Linked DNA regions of Mus musculus: all the other regions are linked to region 4. A link is a contact called in public HiChIP or PLAC-seq and promoter capture Hi-C data. All regions are on one chromosome and are shown on one strand. Each heading gives the region's core, a stretch centred on a gene start, on an enhancer-like site or on the middle of the called end of the contact. The rest is flanking DNA. Distances are from core to core; before and after follow the strand shown. Region 1 holds the start of Ccdc43 (coiled-coil domain containing 43). Region 2 holds the start of Gjc1 (gap junction protein, gamma 1). Region 3 holds the start of Mapt (microtubule-associated protein tau). Region 4 holds the start of Gosr2 (golgi SNAP receptor complex member 2). Region 5 holds the start of Nmt1 (N-myristoyltransferase 1). Region 6 holds the start of Kif18b (kinesin family member 18B).

Region 1 (2,705 bases), core at 92-2,591, 1.0 Mb after region 4:
ACAGTGTTGTGGTGAATGTATTCAGTAAGTATCCAGTGAAGCAAGCAGTCAGAGTAAAGGCCCCTGCACAGCCTCCTCCTCCTCCTCCTCTGTAGTTTGAGTCTAGCCCACCTCAGGCCAGAGCTGGCATTCTGCTGGTAGAGTTCTGTCCCCTCTTAGGTTCTCTCTCATGGTGTGTCATTTCCTTACCCATATATATATATGTCATTGATGTTTTGCCTGCATGTTTGTCTGTGTGAGGGTGCCAGATCCCCTGAACTGGGTCCCTGGAAGAGCAGCCAGTGCTCTTATCAGCTGAGCCATCGCTCCAGTTTCCTTATCTTTTAATCGAACATAAAGGCATCTCCTCGCTGGGTTGTTGGGAAGATGGCAACAGATACTTCATGGGAACCTCTTAGCACCGTCCCTGGCAGAGGACAGAACTTGTTTCTTGGGTTGGCTGTCATGTGTCTACAGTCATTTGGGAAGAGGGGAATTTAGAGAACGACCTCCTATAAGATTGGCCTGTGGGACATTGTCTTGATTAGTGATTGTTGTGGGAGAGCCCAACTTATTGTGGCTGGTGCCACCCCTGGGCAGGTGTCTCCTAGATGGTGGAAGAAAGCAATCTGAGCAAGGCAAGAGGAGCAAGCCATTAAACAGCAATCTTCCAAGGCTCCTGCTTCCAGGTTCGAGCCTTGAGTTCCTGTGACTTCCCCTTAGTAATGGGGCGTGACCTGAGAGTGGAAGCTGAAATAAACCTTTTCTCTCCTAGTTGCTTTGGCCATGGTGTCTTATCTCAACAGAAACTCTAAGACAGTCCTCAAAGGTATACCTGTGGAAACACGGAAGCAATAATTAAAAGCAATGACTCCGAGGCTGCATGTTTAACTGTTGAGAACCTGCTATGTGTCTCTGTACAGAAATGAGTCAGAGAACGTTTTCTGAAATTTGGGTTTTCAGGGAAGGCGGCTTGGAATGGCAGTGAAGGTGGTATTCCGGAACACAAGACTCAGTGGGGCATCCTGGCTTCACATTCCACAAGAACCTGCCGGGCGCAGAGCAGAACTGCTGGAATCCGTGGTGAGCAGTCCTCTGAGCTCTCTGTCACGTGTCTGACAATGACACTGAATCCGATCGTTGCCAACTATAACGAACCGGTTCAAAACTCACCTGCCGGTGTTCCTGGGTGCCCATGCGACCACGCTTACACCGAGAAGCGCTAGCTGCGAGGACATAAAGATACCTCAAACCGCGGATCACAGCCCGGCGCGCAGGGGTGGAGGATCCCTCTCCGGGCATGCGCGCTGGCCCAGTGGCGCGGCCCGACAGGCACTGCGGTAGGCACCCTCGGGTCCGGCAGGACCCTGTCCCCAGCATGGCGGCGCCCAGCGAAGTGGCCGCGGCAGTCCTCGGTGAAGGCGATGGCGGGGCTTTTGGATCCTGGCTTGACGGACGGTTGGAGGCGCTGGGAGTGGACCGAGCCGTTTACGCCGCTTACATCCTTGGCGTCCTACAGGAGGAGGAGGAGGAAGAGAAGCTGGACGCCCTGCAGGGTATCCTCTCTGCTTTCCTGGTGAGTAGAGTAGTCGGGACACATCCTATCAACCTCACGGAGAAATCTGGGAACCTCTTTCGTTACTTCACATCTCTCTTTCCTTTTGCTGTCACGAAGGCTTAGTGGTTTTACCGGAAAGAAGCATAACTGAGGGAGAAGTGGGCTGCTGCTCCCTCGCCAGATTTTGGGTTGCAGGTGTACAGAGAGGATGGGATCCCCATATTCCGGGCAACAAGGCTCCCTGGGTGCCTTTGGATGTGCTAGAGAGTATCCTGAAGCCATTAAGATGTGTAAATGGCAGTTCGATCATAAACGTCTAATAGTTCCATTTCTATGGTTTGCGATGTTTAGAGTGGGGAGTAAAATGTTTTTGAGATGTCTGCCCATTAGCGGGTAGTCTCAGGGCTGTCCCATGACAAAAGCCTGTGGGAAGTTCCCTTTTGGCTCCAATTTCAGTAGAGTCCTCAATTGGTAAGGTAATGGAGATCTTTTCACGATAAGCAACCTTGGGAAATTCAGTAATTATTAATGTGTGTTGGGTGGGGCGGTACCCTGTGATGAAGACAAACTGGAAACAGATAAGGTATTTGTATGGAATGGTGGCTGGTGCACATCTTTAGTCCTAGCACTCAGGAGGCTGATCTCTGTGATTTTCAAGGCCATCGTGGTCTACACAGAGAAACCCTTTTTTGTTGAAAAAACAAAACAACCAAAAAGAAGCAGGTTCGTGGGTGGGGCACAAACCTTTAATCCCAGCTCTCAGGAGGCAGAGACTGGCCTTTGTGGTCTACGCAGTGAGTTCCTGGACAGCCGGGGCACAGAGAAACCCTGTCTCAAATACTCAAATGCAGATTCGTCACAGTATGCTGTGATGTGATGCGTGATTATAATCCCAGCCCTGCAGAGGTCAGCAAGTGGGTGGCCAACTTTGGGCTTGCCAAGTGAGACCCTGGCAAACCAGACCAAGGAGACTCACTAATTTAGAAATTTGTAATTTAAAGCTGTATTTATGTATCAGAGGCGATCAAGACACCCACTTTTCTAATCTGATATTTGTGCGGTGTTCATCCCTCCCCGTTCCACTCCCAACAGAAACAGTTAGATTATATGCATAGATTAGATTCCCTACCTCTCTTGCCCTGAGATTGTCCTGTAGAGACTTCCTTTT
Region 2 (2,761 bases), core at 65-2,564, 880 kb after region 4:
TATCAAAAATGAAACATGAGGCTCAAAGTGAGCACATTCTTTGATTTTTAGAGAGAAGCCAAAAAAAAAAAAAAAAAAAAAGGATTTAAAAATTTGGGCACTTTCCTAAAAAAAAAAAAAAAAAAAACCACACACATCATAGCAACCAAACAAAATTTCGGAGGGTGTGGGTAGGCAATGGACCATCCCTTTTCATCCCAACCTGTGACCTAGCTTCGGGAGAAATTTGATCCACAAGTCGCCTCACTTGTTAGTGTTTAATTTCATCCCTGTCCAGGGGCAAAACTTTTAAAAAGCCTATCCATTTGTAATTCTAGAGTACAGGAATGGCCCTCCCCTCCCATCTCTTTGGTAAACTGCCTTTCACCACCCAGTCTCAATCTCGTTAAAGTATTTAGGGGAATTTCTCGTTTCTTTTTTAATAAAGATTTATTTTTTATTATTTTTAATTATGTGTCTCTGGGTCTATGTGTAGGTATGTGCACATCGATATAGGTGCCCCGAGAGAGTCGGATCCTCCAGAGGCTGGAGTTACAGGTGGTTGTGAACCACACAACGTGGGTGTAGAAGATTCTCTGCAACAGTAGTACAAACTGCATAGCCGCTGAGCCGTCTCTCCCGCTAGTTTTCCTTTTCTTAACCCGCAGTTTCGGCCAGGGGAATTCCTGTCCATGTGCATTTCAAGTCTTGTAATTGGGATCCCGCTGGGATGCAAGGAGTTAAGAGGAAATGGCCTATTAGGGTCTTACTAATCCGAGAAATCCAGGACCTCAAAACTATGCAGAACGCCTGTAAAAACCATGATTCCACCAGGCGGGGATGGTTGGCCGAGAAGCCCCGGAGGTTTTTCGAGCAACTGCAGAGCAGAGCCTAGAACGGCCATGAGCATCCCGAGATCCGCTGGACCAAGGCCCTGACCTAGCGCACGAGATAACGGTGGAGCTCTGCGGTCCGACCCTGGAAACTCAGGTGAGGCGTGTCTCCATCACGCTGTCACTGGCCGGCTCCTCCGGGGAATCACGCCACAGGAAATGAGCCCGCGGCGCTCGAAGTCAGCCGCCCACCGGGGCTCCCCGCGCAGGGGTCCTCCCGCCACCGCGCGCCCCGCCGCGTACGGGACCGCCCGGGAACGCGCGCGGCCGGTCACGGAAAGTTGGCGCCGGCGCGGGGCCGCGCGCTCCGGGCGCCCCCTCCCACTCGAGGCGCACGTGCAGCCGCGCCCCCGCTCCCAGGCCGAGACGGGACGCCCCCACCCCCACCGCGGCACGCAGTGCGCAGGCGCCTCCCCGCGGGTCCCGGCGGCGGGAGCGGGAGAGAGGGAGGCGGCGGGCGCGGCCGGAGCGGCTTCAGCCTCGGCTTGAAGGCTGAGGCGAAGGAGGCGGCGGCGGTGGCGGCGGCGGCGAGGCGGCGAAGGTGATGGCGACGCGGGGCCCATGAGGCGGCGGCCGGCGGGACGGGCCGAGGCCCGGCGGAGGAGGCGGCTTCGGGGGCGCCCACCGCCGGGTGAGCGGCGGCTTGAGGGGCCCCGGGCCGGGCGCGGCCGGGCGAACTCTGAGGCGCCTCGAAAGCGGCGGCGGCGGCGGGCCGGGTTCCTGGGGGCGGCAGGGCGGGAAGGAGCGCCCGCCGAGCCCCGAGGGGCGTCGCCACCCGCGTCCCGCCGCCGGCGCGCCCGCCCTCTTTGTCCCCAGGCGCGCGGTTCCCAAATTGGGAGGGAAACGGCTCGGGCGGGCCGGGAGCGGGCGGCGGTGCTCCCGCAACTCCTCGGGGCGGTTGGGGGACCCGGCCGGGCTGGCGCTGGGCGGGCTCGTCTTTGTCTGACGGCCTGGGCCGCTCTTCGGCGGCGTGCTGCGGGCTCCGGCGGGTCCTCTGTCCCCCTCGGAGGTTTCTTTTTCCCCCCTTTTTTACTGGAGGTTTGGTTCGAGCGCTGCGGAGCGGGAGAGGGGCTGGCGGGAGGACCCGGCCCGTCGCCTCTTGCTGGACGCCTTTTCTTTACTTGAGATGACTTTATTCTCACTTCGGAAAACTTTGGAGCTCTGCTGTGGCCTTTTTTTTTTTTTTTTTAATTGTTCTTCGTTGAGTCTCCAGATTGAAAATAGAGAGGAGGCGCTAATGCTGTGATTGGGCTGGCTGCCGCGTTTGGAGTTTCGAGTTGAAAAGATTTACATGACCCATGTTTAGAATTTGGGGTCCTCCCCCGCCGGTCCCCGCTTTGCGGATTATTTGGGATTGCTTTTCTTTTGCGAAGTGGGATGAGTTTGGTTTTTGTCATTTGAAGACATTTTCCTTTTGGTCCTCGGGGACTGGCAACGCCACAGATTTCATTGTGCTCGGGCTTTATTTTGTTCTCGTCCACACTAGGTGCAATCGAGGAACTCAAGGTAGACCAAATTCTGGATAAGTTATCTTGTATGTGTCTTAAGTCTAAAAGTTATTGCTTTTGTTGTGCACCCTTACAAGTGGATATATGTGAAAGCGCTGTACAAAAAGCCTTGTAAACGAAAGACTTTAGTTCTGTTAGGCAGAAATCATTTTGTCTGTAGTACATGAGTAACTGTAGGAAGAGGATTAATAATGTAATTTGGGGATTAATCCTTCCCCCTTGTAAACAGTTTGCAGGTATTTTTCAGAGCAAAAAATGCAAAACAAAGAGAAACAAAAAAGGCCCCACGAATTTGATTGCTTAGCTTGTAACTAAATTAATTGTGAGTTTTTGTTAAAAATTGCAGGTTTTGTTTGGGGCCAGCAGGATTTATTTGCAGCT
Region 3 (2,811 bases), core at 242-2,741, 530 kb before region 4:
CTCGTCGAATGAAAGCTTCCCGCCTCCCCCCGCACACTCCCCCAAAAAACCAGGGCTGGGAGCGCAGATCCTAAATCACACGACGAACAAAGCAGCGAGCTCCCCTAGACGACCTCAGGTGAACGCTCTGGTGCGCACCGCTGCAGAGGCAAAACGCCAAGGCTTCCGTGTTCATCACCCCCTGTTCTTTAACATGGGTCCAAGCCGGGTCCTCCAAAGCCTGGCCACAGCTCTTGGCATGCTACGATAGAGACGTGACTCGCCGCAAAAAGATGGCACCTCGCGTTCAGAGAGGGGGGAAAAAACGGAGAGGGGTGGCAGCGGGAGGAGACACATCGTACTCCCCCCTCCTCGCCCACCCAGGTCCACACCCACTGCCGCAGTGAGGGGCGAGCCCTGCGCGCCAGCCCGCGCCTCCGGCAGGGAGCGCACATGCCGGGAGCCCGGCGCAGAACGCAGAGAAAGAAACGCGCCCCGAAATGCACCTGCAGCCCTCGCGTGGGTCTGTGCCTGGCTGCAACGCTGCGCGCCCTCGAGCGGGGAGCCGCTGCCAGCCAGCCCGCTGACACCGCGAGGCCAGGTGACCCCTGACTCTTCGAGCTCCCACATTGGGATCCGCGCACTACCTTCTCTCGGGCACGGCGCTGCCCCTGTCACTGTACCAAGCGCGCGCAGGGGGAAGGGCGACTAACGTGACAGCGCCTGGACCCCTCCCCATCCTCCGGATTCCTCCCAGCCCCCAAATGTCCCCTGCCGGCTTCTGAAGGAGGAAAAGGGGAGGGGGCGGGCCACCGCCTTAAATCAGGGCCAGTGAAGGCCGTGTCAGAATCGCTGTCAGGGAGGTGGAGAGACATGAAGGCAGTCATCTTTTCTAGAACCCGATCCACACCTTCCTTAGGGCTGATGGCAATCAGGAGCAGAGAAATCCGATTTCAGGTTCTGTTTCGGGGGTCGTCGTTGGACCCCCATGCACACTCACAGACCCACGCCCATTGCGGCAAAAGGCTGAGATCCAGATTACAGAACAACCCCTTCCCTAGGTCACCGTCATCCGCGCCCCACCCTGCGGGCACAGCCCCCCTCATTTGCGCGGAGCCGATAGTGGGGACCCCAGCACTCATAGATACACGCATTCGCTCGCGTGCGTGCATCTCTTGCACGCGTTCCTTCCCAGCTCCCCAGCGCCTAGGGCGCAGAGAGGCCCCCGCCGTTGCGCCTGATTGATGCCCAGCTCCCTAAATCCATCTCTGGGGCGAGGGGTGGCAGGAGGACGGCGCACAGGGCCAGAGGGGACTGGATTTCAGAGCTGCGGCGCTTACCTGATAATCGACAGAAGGCGAGGACAGAAGAGGACAGCGGAGGAGAAGGTGGTTGTGGCGGCGGCGGCAGAAGGTGGGCGGTGGCGGCGGCGCTGCTGCTGGTGCTGGAGCTGGTGGGTGGCGGAGACTGAGAGCGCGCGCGGCCGAGAAAGCGCGTTCTGGAGGCCGGCGGGCAGCGCAGGCGCGAGCCACGGGAGCGCGAACCTCCCTAGGGGAGGGGCGGGCAGCGAGGCCTGGGCGGGCACCTCCCCTTCCGACCGCTAGGGGGCGCACGCGAGCGCCCCTCAACCCTCCTCTCTCCGCGCCGCTCGGCTCGCCCCTCTCCGCGCTTCCCTCCCCGGGTCCCGCCACGCCTCGGGCCGCGGTGCTGACCGCCGCGCGCACGCGCATTCCGTGGCGCACGCGCACCCGGCCTCCCGGGGCTGCAGCCTTTGTCTAGTCCAGGGGTCCCCTCCCTCGGTCCCCGCGGGGTCCAGGCAGAGCGGTGTGTCGGTCATCGTCCGCTTTTCAGTTCACCCTCGCTGGCTCTCCAGGCGGTACACCGTGAACCCCAAGTGCTACAGGCTCCCCGAGTCTCCTAAAATGTGGCCCTCCAGATAGAGCGCACTTTCTATTTCCAGGGCCAGCTGTTCGCTTGCTTTCTTTCCACCTGTTTTTGTTAATGGCCAAAGTGAATGATTTCCTTGACAAATCTTCTCGAAACAGATTAACTTGACCGTAATACACTTTAGCGTTTTCGTGGAAAAACAATTGTTTTTAAATCAAGGAGCATTCAAACCCATTAGGTATCTTGACTGTGACCCTAGCGAAGAAAAATCTTTAAATAGGTAAGTTCTAATGATGCTTACCACACACACTGCAAGGCATTTTCACAGAGTTATTTTTATCTCGTTTATTGAAACACCTTTGTACAGCGTGAGAGCTGAATTTTTAAGGTGCCTGCTGGAGATGGCCACCTGCTGGATGTCAAGCTTCCGGTTGAAATTGGTCATTAGTTCTCCTTCCAGCTACGTAGGCGTGGGCTGTGGCTTTAGCTTAATATCTTACCTCCCCAAAGCTCAATTCTCTTGGACAGCTGGAGCCTGTTCAAATGCAAGGAAGAGAGACAGGCACCTACTTCTTGCCAAAGAGGCGAAAACTTGTCTTGAAGCTTTCATTTGCATGCCGTTTTTTCTTTATTTTTCAAGGCAGGTTCTCACTATGTTGCCCTGGCTGGCTTGGAGCTCACAGAGATCCCCTGCCTGCCTCTGCCTCTAGAGTGCTGAGATTAAAGGTGTGCACTGCTATCCCAGCAGTTGTTTCTAAAACTCCAACGTTGTACCTGCTCGGTGTGTTGGCTCACATCTGTAATCCCAGCATTCAGATAGGCTGAGACTTGTTCAAGATCAGCCTGGGCTATATAGCAGAATCCAAGCCAGCCTGAATTGTATTACAGGGTGAAAGTGAGTCAACAAACAAACAAACAAACACACTTCTGGGCTGGGGGGGTGGA
Region 4 (2,700 bases), core at 75-2,574:
TATAAATCTGTAATATAATTTAAAATCAAAATGCCTATAGAGCAAAGACCCACAAAGATTTGACCTGGGACCTCACACAAGTCAGAGACAATTCTACTGAGACACACACAAGCACACATATACATACTTCCCTGTGCATCCCTCACCAGCAAAGTACTAAAAAACTAAGGATACAGCCTTTTATCTATGCCCCGCCCCCACGCTACTCAACCTTAGCTAAAGTGCACCATTCCCACAAACCCTCTATCGGTTCTTGAAGGCCCCCCATGCTTTCTTGATCCATGAACCCCTACTGCTCTTCTCCAGGCAAATGGTCCTTAGTCATACCCTAAATGTTGATTGTTAATTCAGCTTTAAAATAAGGACTTTCTCAATAGACAGCGAAACACCAGGAATGTGTTTTACCTGGGTTCCTATCCTACATATCTGTGCATGGTGCATAGTAGATGTTCAATAAATGGGAGTGGAACTGGGAAATGTAATGTTAGGGAAAGAATGAATATGGGCGGGCAGTCTCTTGGGACATAAAACTGGGAGGGATGCAGGATACAGGAAAATCCAAGCTTCAGCTCACCAAAGGAAGAGGAACAACTCCTCCCTTGGGAGGAACTGTAGATAAGAACCTAGATGGATGGAAATGAGATGGGCCTAGGTGAAGACAAGTGTTTGAACCTTTCCAAGTCCTAATCCAAATGTCACCCGCCCTTCATGTCTTTAAAAACAATTTCCTATTGACCACAACACCAGCCCAGCTCATTATCTTTGTATTTATTTGGATGTTCTACCATTATCTTTGTACTTATTTGGAATGTTTATTTGTATACAGATCGTAGTTCCTTCTCTAGTCCAACCTCTTGAAGAACAGGGAAATTTTGGTTGTTCCACGTCATATGCTAACCACTCACTCACTGTGGGTTTACTAAAAATGAGCCGGAGATGGGAAGACTAGTGGGCGGACTAGTTCGAGGCAGGAAAAGCACGCGTCGTGAGGAAGTGAGATTCCCCAGACCTGTAATTACACACTCCAAGGAGAAGCCAAGCCCGACCGCGGGGCGGAGAGCGACGTAGAGAGTCGCCGGCGACTTCTCGGGGGAGGCTCTGACGTCAGTGCCTCGCGACCGTCCTCTCCGCTACCTGATTCAATCCCGGAGCTGGACTTTAGCAAAAAACTCACCCCCGCCGCTCTCCGCGAGCTCCGGCCCGGAGCCACACCCATCCCTCGCGTCCCGCTTTCCTTCCGCGCAACCCCGTCTCCGACCTCACAACCACCACGGGACAGGCACACTCGCGGGCGCCCTACTCAGCAGGGCGGGCCCTGAGACCGGAAGCCGGAAGTGGGGTTGTGAGGACGTGTTCCGAGGAAGCCGCAGGCCGGCTAGGCCGGCGTCATGGAGCCCCTATACCAACAAACGAACAAGTGAGGGCTGCGTCGGGGAGCGGGCTGGGCTCCGCCCGGGCTGCGGCCCCTAGGGCTCGGGGCTCTGGGGACTGTCATTGTGGAGGTTTCCGCTCGGGCTGCTCCGCATCTCTTAGCCCCTGGTGCGATGCTCTTAGCCGAAGGGGATCGAGCCGGGGCGCGAAGGCTTGGGCCCGGTAGCTCTTGGCCGCAAGCCGTGACTGCCTATTGGCAAGGGAAAGCAGCGCCCCTAGGTTACAGCACTTGATCCAGCACCTGCCAGCTTAGTCCTCCGGGTTGGTAGAGCTTAGAGAACAGAGAAAACTGTTGCCGAGGCTTGTGTCTATGAATCTATTGCTTAAGTGGGAGTGTCAGGGGTTGTACGAAAGAAGTATTTTGTGTACTTGATTGGACATTTAAAGAACTTATTTTTGTGACACAAAGACGGGCAGGTAACTAGTGACTATTTTTGTGAGTCATATCTGATTACAAGTTAGCCTTAAGGAAATTGAAATTGAGTCTTAGATTAGCTTTTCATAACTAAGTTTCCTTGGTGGGTCCTTTTTTTTTTTTTTTTTTTTTTTTTTCCATACCGTCCTTTGTTTTGGGAACTTGCAGTGTTATGCAGCTAGACACCATGAGGGGCCACATACCTATGTTAGTTTAAGAACTTTCTATTGATTGTATGACAGCACTGAAAAATCTTATTCCTTGGGCCTGAAAAATGACATAAACTAGTCATCCTGCCTCCCCAGGAAACTCATAACAAAAAGAATGGAAATAAGATGGTGGTTATTCTCTTTTTACCTTTTTTTTTTTTAAATTTGTTTATTATATGTAAGTACACTGTAGCTGTCTTCAGACACCTCAGAAGAGGGCATCAGATCTCATTGCAAATGGTTGTGAGCCACCATGTGGTTGCTGGGAATTGAACTCAGGACCTTCGGAAGAGCAGTCAGTGCTCTTAACCTCTGAGCCATCTCTCCAATCCCCCTTTTTACTTTTGTCAACAAAATGTTTGATTTGGGTGGGGGAAAATAAACTACATTGTAATGACAATTTGCATATTATATAATAAGTGTAGGAAGAGATTTTAAAAGACTATCCTGTGAGTCACGTGGAAAAGGAATGAGGCAGAAAATTGCCCTCATTTACTAAGAACGGATCCTTTCCATAGCAAGACACATGGACCTAGCAGAGCGGTGAGTTAATCTGCTAGTTGCTGAATTGACAGAACAGTGTCAGAACATACTCGTCTCACTAGAACTTTGAACTGATTCTGTGATTATCTCTAACTGTGAAGG
Region 5 (2,700 bases), core at 200-2,699, 670 kb after region 4:
GTGGTGGCACACGCCTTTAATCTCAGCACTTGGGAGGCAGAGTCAGGTGGATCTCTGAGTTCGAAGCCAGCCTGGTCTACAAGACAGCCAGGGCTACACAGAGAAACCCTGTCTCAAAAAACAAAACAAAACAAAACAAAAACAAAAAACAACAACAACAACAAACAACCACTCAATCACACACCCACAAGTCTCTACACAAAAATATACATATGTATACATACATACATACATACATACATATTGGGTGGGGGCGTTAGAGCAGCAGGAAAATAATATGAACTTAAATACATCATTTTTCGTGACTGGCTTACTGATGTACTGATTGGAAAAACAAAGACAAATACAAATTCTCAAATATCTGGCCCATTTCTTCTTCTCTACTAACAAAAGACTGAAATTACTTATAGTAAGACCCTGACCTACACAGTGACCTGTAACAGTACTAATCCCCATACCCGAGAGACAAGAACATCACCCCAAGTTTGGAGTCAATCTGTTCTACATTGTATGCCCCAGGCCAGCCATAGCTACACAGTAGAACCTGTCTAAAAAGGCAAAACATAACGAACAAAAAACCCCAGGGAGACCCTAAAGTACAAGACGTGCAGTAGTACCCCACAAATACCACATGTTCTCCAAGAAGCAACATCAGTTTATTGAAGCTTTGAGGCCCTTCACTAAATTAACAAAGTGAAGGTACAATGAAATTGACTCTTCACCGATTATTTGAGGCAACAGACACTGAATAAATCAAAACATCACATCACTAATAACATAGGATCATAGTGAGTTTATATTTCGGACTTGTCTGGCAGTTATATTTTACAACATAATTATATGCATGGCTTGTATAGCCTAGTGAATTTCCTCATTGAGCGTGAACTACAACGAAATGTTTTATTATTAGTTTATGGCTAGTCACGTTTCTCATACACCTTTATAAGTAACGTTCCTTCTGAACCGCAGCTTCTAGATTGCTCTGCATTGTACTACTGAAATCTACCGTTCAAAATGTTCTTTTCCCCCATCGTGCCTAAAGCAAGGGAGTGGTACACTAAACAGAACTTTTATATAATAAAAGTATTGCATGTCTCCGACCCTTAATATCTGAGCACCCATCCTGGTAAGTGACAAAGACAAAAACCAATCGCTAGGTAGGATCTCAATGGCTTAGCCAATAAGAACATGGGGGTGGGGTTAGACTAAGCTCCCGGTGACTTCCCCGCACCCCAGATACCCAGCTTGTGGGAGACCGGACAGGAATTGGGCTACGATGATCTCGTTACCTCCTGTTGTGGCTGTTGTCCTCCTCGTTCTCGCAATCGCTGCAGTGCTCATGGCCGTTTCCATTCCCTTCCATCATCAGTGGCAACGAAGGTGCCGGCAGCTTCACTGCTGTCTCACTCTCATCCGCCATCTTGGGTTGCGAGAGCCGGACTCCGCGCCCCGCTACATGGAGGGCTCCTATTGGACAGAGGAAGTACGCGCTGTATTCTGGGTTTTGTAGTTTGTGTGAAGAAATCTGCCACTAAGGGTGGCTTGTTTTCAAAAAACTGTACCGATGTGGACTACAAAACCCAGAAATCATGAAGGGACGCTGCCTTGGGAGGAGCGGGCAGCAATTCCGGAAGCCCCTAGGTTCGGCCGCCCTCTGAGACGAAGGGCGCTGTACGCCTTATAGGGTGGTCGCGGGGCACGCTGGGAGTTGCAGTTCCATGTTGAATTAGAGTTTCGCAAGTAAAGGGCTTGCAAAGTCCAAGGTTTTCAGGCCGCCCTTGGTAATCAACAGGCCACAGATGAGCCGTTATCGGCTAACGTTAAGGACCGTTACCATTCCTGGGTAAGTGAAAGACACTGAGGTTCATGGCTGCGATTCTCCAGGAGCTCAAATGCCCTTACAGAGGACTTTCCTATAGGTTTGCTCTCGGCTGCCTTCCCTACTCCAGCCTTTAGGGAGACCTGGGTCTTTGGAAATCTAAAACCGAGAGGCAGTGCATTGAGGTGTGTGGAACACTGCCCCCGAGCCAAAGACTTGATTGCTTGCAGGGGAGGCTTACCATTTCTTGGCTTCTAATTTTGCACTGCGCTCTTCTTCACATTTCCCTTTGATTCTCCTCTAGAGCCTTCCATAACAAGTCTTTTTTTTTAAGATTATGATAATTACACCATTTCCCCACTTCCCCTTTCCTTCCTCTAACCCCTCCCATATACACCCCACCTTGCTCTCAAATTCATGGCCTCTTTTTCTTTAGTTGTTGTTACATATGGGTGTGTGTGTGTTTTCCTAAATATATAAATATAGCCCGTTCAGTAAGCATAATGTTGTATGCAAATGATTTCAGGGCTGGTGTGCCTGGGAAGAACTATTTCCTCCCCCATTTTTAGCCTTCCTTAATTGCCTGTAGTTCTTAGTCTGGGGTTGAGGCCTCACGAGCTCCCCTACTCCCAACACAAGACTTTAATGAGCACTTACACGCCAGGCTCTGGCGTAAGACTTTTTGTACCTGAATTCCTATAATTTTAACAAGCTTAGAATGTGTTATGCCATTATTATTCCTTTTTCACAGATGAAAAGACTGTTCCAGAAAAGTTGGTACATTGTTTGTAGGCGGCAAAATCTGTCTATAAATCTGTATCTACCTACTCTGTGCCCTCTGTAAGGCTTCACCGTCACACCAGTCACACTGTTGGATCCAG
Region 6 (2,815 bases), core at 119-2,618, 770 kb after region 4:
AGTTCAGGCTGATCTAGTATTTACCATGTACATGAAGCTGGCTTTGAACTTGTAACATTTTCCCTCTCCTGCCTTGGCATGTATCACAATCCCCACCTGTGATAAATATCTAAGTTTTTCCTATAGACTGGGAGCTCTGTATATCACATATCACTGTAACCTCTGAACCTGTCATAACAATCGTTGAATGAATCTGAGAACACCTAGTGCCATTTTATTGAACATCTACAAGGTGCGTTATTCACATTACGTTTTTTTTTTTTTTTTTAATTTTTACTTATGGGGATTTAGCTCAGTGGTAAAGAAAAGGCCTTGGGGGCTAGAGAGATGGCTCAGCGGTTAAGAGCACTGACTGCTCTTCCAGAGGTCCTGAGTTCAATTCCCAGCAACCACATAGTAGCTCACGACCATCTGTAATGCTCTCTTATGGTGTGTCTGAAGAGAGCAACAGTGTACTCATATACATTAAAAAATAAATAAATAAAATGAAAGACCAAGCAAACTTCACTCACTCAAAAGAAAAGGCCTTGGGTTTGGTTCTCAGCTTGGGGTGTGTGTGTGTGTGGGGACGTTTAGGGCGCAAAAAAACAAAACAAAACAAAAACAAAAACAAAAAAACCAGATTTACAGTAAGCGAGGAGGGAACTTCTTTACCAGGAAGCTATCATTAAACAACTGTTCCTTTTGGAGACGGAGAAGGCAAGAGTATTCAGTGTTCTTGTATCTTTGTACTAACCCTAACTTCATGTAATTTTGTTGTTTTTGTCCTCACTAAACTAAGTGTGGTGAATAAATAATTTGAGTCAAGTTATCCAGTATTAAATGACTCTACTAGCTTGTTCACAGTTGTGGTGAAAGAAACCCTACAGTAACCTTTACATGCCCCAGACTTGCTCACAACGCCACCATGAGGACAGTTTACTTGAGAGAGAGATCGAGTAAAGTTCTCATGTAGCTCAGGCTGGCCTGGAACGCTCTACCTGGAGGGTGGCTGGTTTCGAACTCAAATAGATCCGCCAGCCTTTGCCTTCTGCGTGATGGGATTAAAGGCACGAGCCACTCTGAATTGGAGGGTGCCTATTTAAGCCACAAAAGCAGGTTTTAAATTCTGTCGAATGTGTGGTCGCTGTAACCGCTGCTGAACTCAGCCCACAGACCACAGAGACGGGGCAGGCCCCCTGGTTACACTGCTAGAGACTCGATTCTGGTGGCAATTCCGCTCCGTCCGGTTTGATTTGGCCAAAGAAACCCAAGGCGCGCAAGAGAACTAGTGCGCAAGCGCACCCCCGGCTGTCTTTGTTACTTAGGAAACAGCCAATCAGCGAGCCGGGCGGTGACCAATGAGAAGCGCGGATGAGCGGACCGGCTAGTTTGAACGCGCCGCGCCGGAAGAAGGTTGGTTCGGTGGAATCGGGTGTGGGGGAGCTCTCTCCTGAATCCGAGGGCTCCTGTCCGAGGCGGAGGGACGCGTAAGCGACCCCCGACACCAGCACCGGGAACCGACGAGAGGTAGGCTTTGGTCGACGGTGGGGCGGCCCCGCGGGCTCGGTGCAGAGCTGTCGTTTGCGCGGGCTCGCTGCAGTTGTCTGGAACCCGAATCAGCACTTGTTTGGGCAGGTCAGGGACGAGTAGGAGGGCACTTCCTTTACACCGAGAATGCAGCCGATCGTGATCTCTGCGTCCCACGGTCCGGGGCCCATATTAAGTCCTCTCATGTATACCCGGTCCTTTGAAAGGTGCACCCGGCTCCGTAGCAGCTACCCCTCCTCGTGTGGGAGGTGGAATTGGGTCTTTCTACAGGTCAGAATTGGAGATCTGGGACGCCCGGCAGGAGAGAATGGGAGAACCACTCCGCTCCTCTTGTCAGAGCTGATTACGCGGCTGTGTGTGTACCGAGGGAGGCAGCTTGGTTACTGGGACACTCCTAAACACTGGCGAGCATGAAAGAAAACCAGGCCTCTATTAGTACCAGGATGATCGAGTCTTTTAGCCTTGGACATTTGAGCTACTGTGACAAGTACAAGGTAGAGCCTGTTTTGTGCCAAAGAACTTAAAATACTGGTTTGTGTTGGTTTTGGTGGTTCAGTGCATCATAGGGAAATGATGTATCATATAACTTTACCAGCGGTGTCTAATATTTGTTGGGCACTTAAAAACCGAATGCCATTCAAGCTTAACACAAACCTGGTGAGACAGATAATTAAAAAATATTACAATTTGCATGTTGAGAAACGGAGGCACAGAGTGTAGTTAAGCTTGACTTGGGAGGACATATATAATTTTACTTTTGTGGATGAGCTTTTTGTTGTTAACAGCGCTTCCTTCAATGTCCCTATCCTATTTCTTCCATGCCTATTTCATTATGGAACCATGCCCTCTGCCAGTCAGGATTTTAAGGCATCTCATTCTCCATTACTTTGTTTTTATCTAATTTCGCTCCATTTGTACCTTTTTTTCTCTCATGGTCTAGAGATCAAACCTAGCCCTAATACCTTTTTTTTAAAAAAAAGTATAGAAGCATCATATTATTAGAGACATTTGCAAAGCTTTTCTCTTATCTAGTGACACAGCAACTGAAATTATCATAATATTGTATAAACTATATTCTCTCTCCACAAACAGTTAAGTTATAAATACAAACTAGGCATAGTAAAATAATCCCAGCCCCTGAGAGAGAGGCAGAGGAGAAGAGTCTCTGAGTTTAAGGCCAGTTGTATTGAGACTCTTTCAAAACACCACACACACACACACACACACACACACACACACACAAATACAAATGAAAAATTGAATTCACACTTGGGAATTTAAAACA

The links. Promoter capture Hi-C pulls out the DNA fragments that hold promoters and counts their contacts. HiChIP or PLAC-seq counts read pairs in DNA pulled down with a chosen protein or histone mark.
Region 1: a promoter capture Hi-C map of pre-B cells shows a contact between it and region 4, with 3 times the contacts expected there. The contact joins the promoter of Ccdc43 here to the promoter of Gosr2 in region 4. A contact is called at or near these places in 3 of 39 promoter capture datasets (liver, neutrophils and pre-B cells), 3 of 484 Hi-C or Micro-C datasets (CD4 T cells and uterus), 2 of 115 datasets of contacts at active chromatin or transcription factors (bone marrow-derived macrophages and large pre-B cells) and 1 of 9 other capture datasets (adipose tissue).
Region 2: a contact with region 4 is called in an H3K27ac HiChIP or PLAC-seq map of double positive thymocytes, with 4 times the contacts expected there. The contact joins the promoter of Gjc1 here to the promoter of Gosr2 in region 4. A contact is called at or near these places in 2 of 115 datasets of contacts at active chromatin or transcription factors (bone marrow-derived macrophages and double positive thymocytes).
Region 3: an H3K27ac HiChIP or PLAC-seq map of acute myeloid leukemia shows a contact between it and region 4, with 3 times the contacts expected there. The contact joins the promoter of Mapt here to the promoter of Gosr2 in region 4. A contact is called at or near these places in 7 of 39 promoter capture datasets (the C10 cell line, embryonic stem cells, liver and 1 more) and 2 of 115 datasets of contacts at active chromatin or transcription factors (acute myeloid leukemia and stem cell-derived neural progenitor cells).
Region 5: a contact with region 4 is called in a promoter capture Hi-C map of pre-B cells, with 6 times the contacts expected there. The contact joins the promoter of Nmt1 here to the promoter of Gosr2 in region 4. A contact is called at or near these places in 5 of 39 promoter capture datasets (the HPC-7 cell line, HPC-7-derived erythroid cells, liver and 2 more), 3 of 484 Hi-C or Micro-C datasets (CD4 T cells, CD8 T cells and natural killer cells), 2 of 115 datasets of contacts at active chromatin or transcription factors (effector CD8 T cells and memory CD8 T cells) and 1 of 9 other capture datasets (liver).
Region 6: a promoter capture Hi-C map of pre-B cells shows a contact between it and region 4, with 2.6 times the contacts expected there. The contact joins the promoter of Kif18b here to the promoter of Gosr2 in region 4. A contact is called at or near these places in 2 of 39 promoter capture datasets (neutrophils and pre-B cells), 1 of 484 Hi-C or Micro-C datasets (CD8 T cells), 1 of 115 datasets of contacts at active chromatin or transcription factors (memory CD8 T cells) and 1 of 9 other capture datasets (liver).

Annotation. Positions count from the first base shown.
Region 1 is chr11:102,696,361-102,699,065 of GRCm38.p6, reverse strand. Ccdc43 (coiled-coil domain containing 43) reads left to right here and starts at 1,341. Exons shown (of 5, transcript NM_025918.3): 1 at 1,341-1,555. The coding sequence starts at 1,358. Gm34392 (a long non-coding RNA gene) reads right to left here and starts at 1,287. Exons shown (of 2, transcript XR_389053.1): 1 at 1,226-1,287; 2 at 852-1,126.
Region 2 is chr11:102,817,712-102,820,472 of GRCm38.p6, reverse strand. Gjc1 (gap junction protein, gamma 1) reads left to right here and starts at 1,314. Exons shown (of 3, transcript NM_001159382.1): 1 at 1,314-1,503.
Region 3 is chr11:104,230,116-104,232,926 of GRCm38.p6, reverse strand. It overlaps Mapt (microtubule-associated protein tau), which reads right to left and starts at 1,491. Exons shown (of 12, transcript NM_001038609.2): 1 at 1,320-1,491.
Region 4 is chr11:103,696,347-103,699,046 of GRCm38.p6, reverse strand. Gosr2 (golgi SNAP receptor complex member 2) reads left to right here and starts at 1,324. Exons shown (of 6, transcript NM_019650.4): 1 at 1,324-1,417. The coding sequence starts at 1,389. It overlaps C130046K22Rik (RIKEN cDNA C130046K22 gene), which reads right to left and starts at 1,323. Exons shown (of 3, transcript NR_102389.1): 1 at 1,175-1,323.
Region 5 is chr11:103,027,292-103,029,991 of GRCm38.p6, reverse strand. Nmt1 (N-myristoyltransferase 1) reads right to left here and starts at 1,449. Exons shown (of 12, transcript NM_008707.4): 1 at 1,290-1,449. The coding sequence starts at 1,420. It also overlaps a transcript of Dcakd not described here.
Region 6 is chr11:102,923,677-102,926,491 of GRCm38.p6, reverse strand. It overlaps Kif18b (kinesin family member 18B), which reads left to right and starts at 1,368. Exons shown (of 16, transcript NM_197959.2): 1 at 1,368-1,509.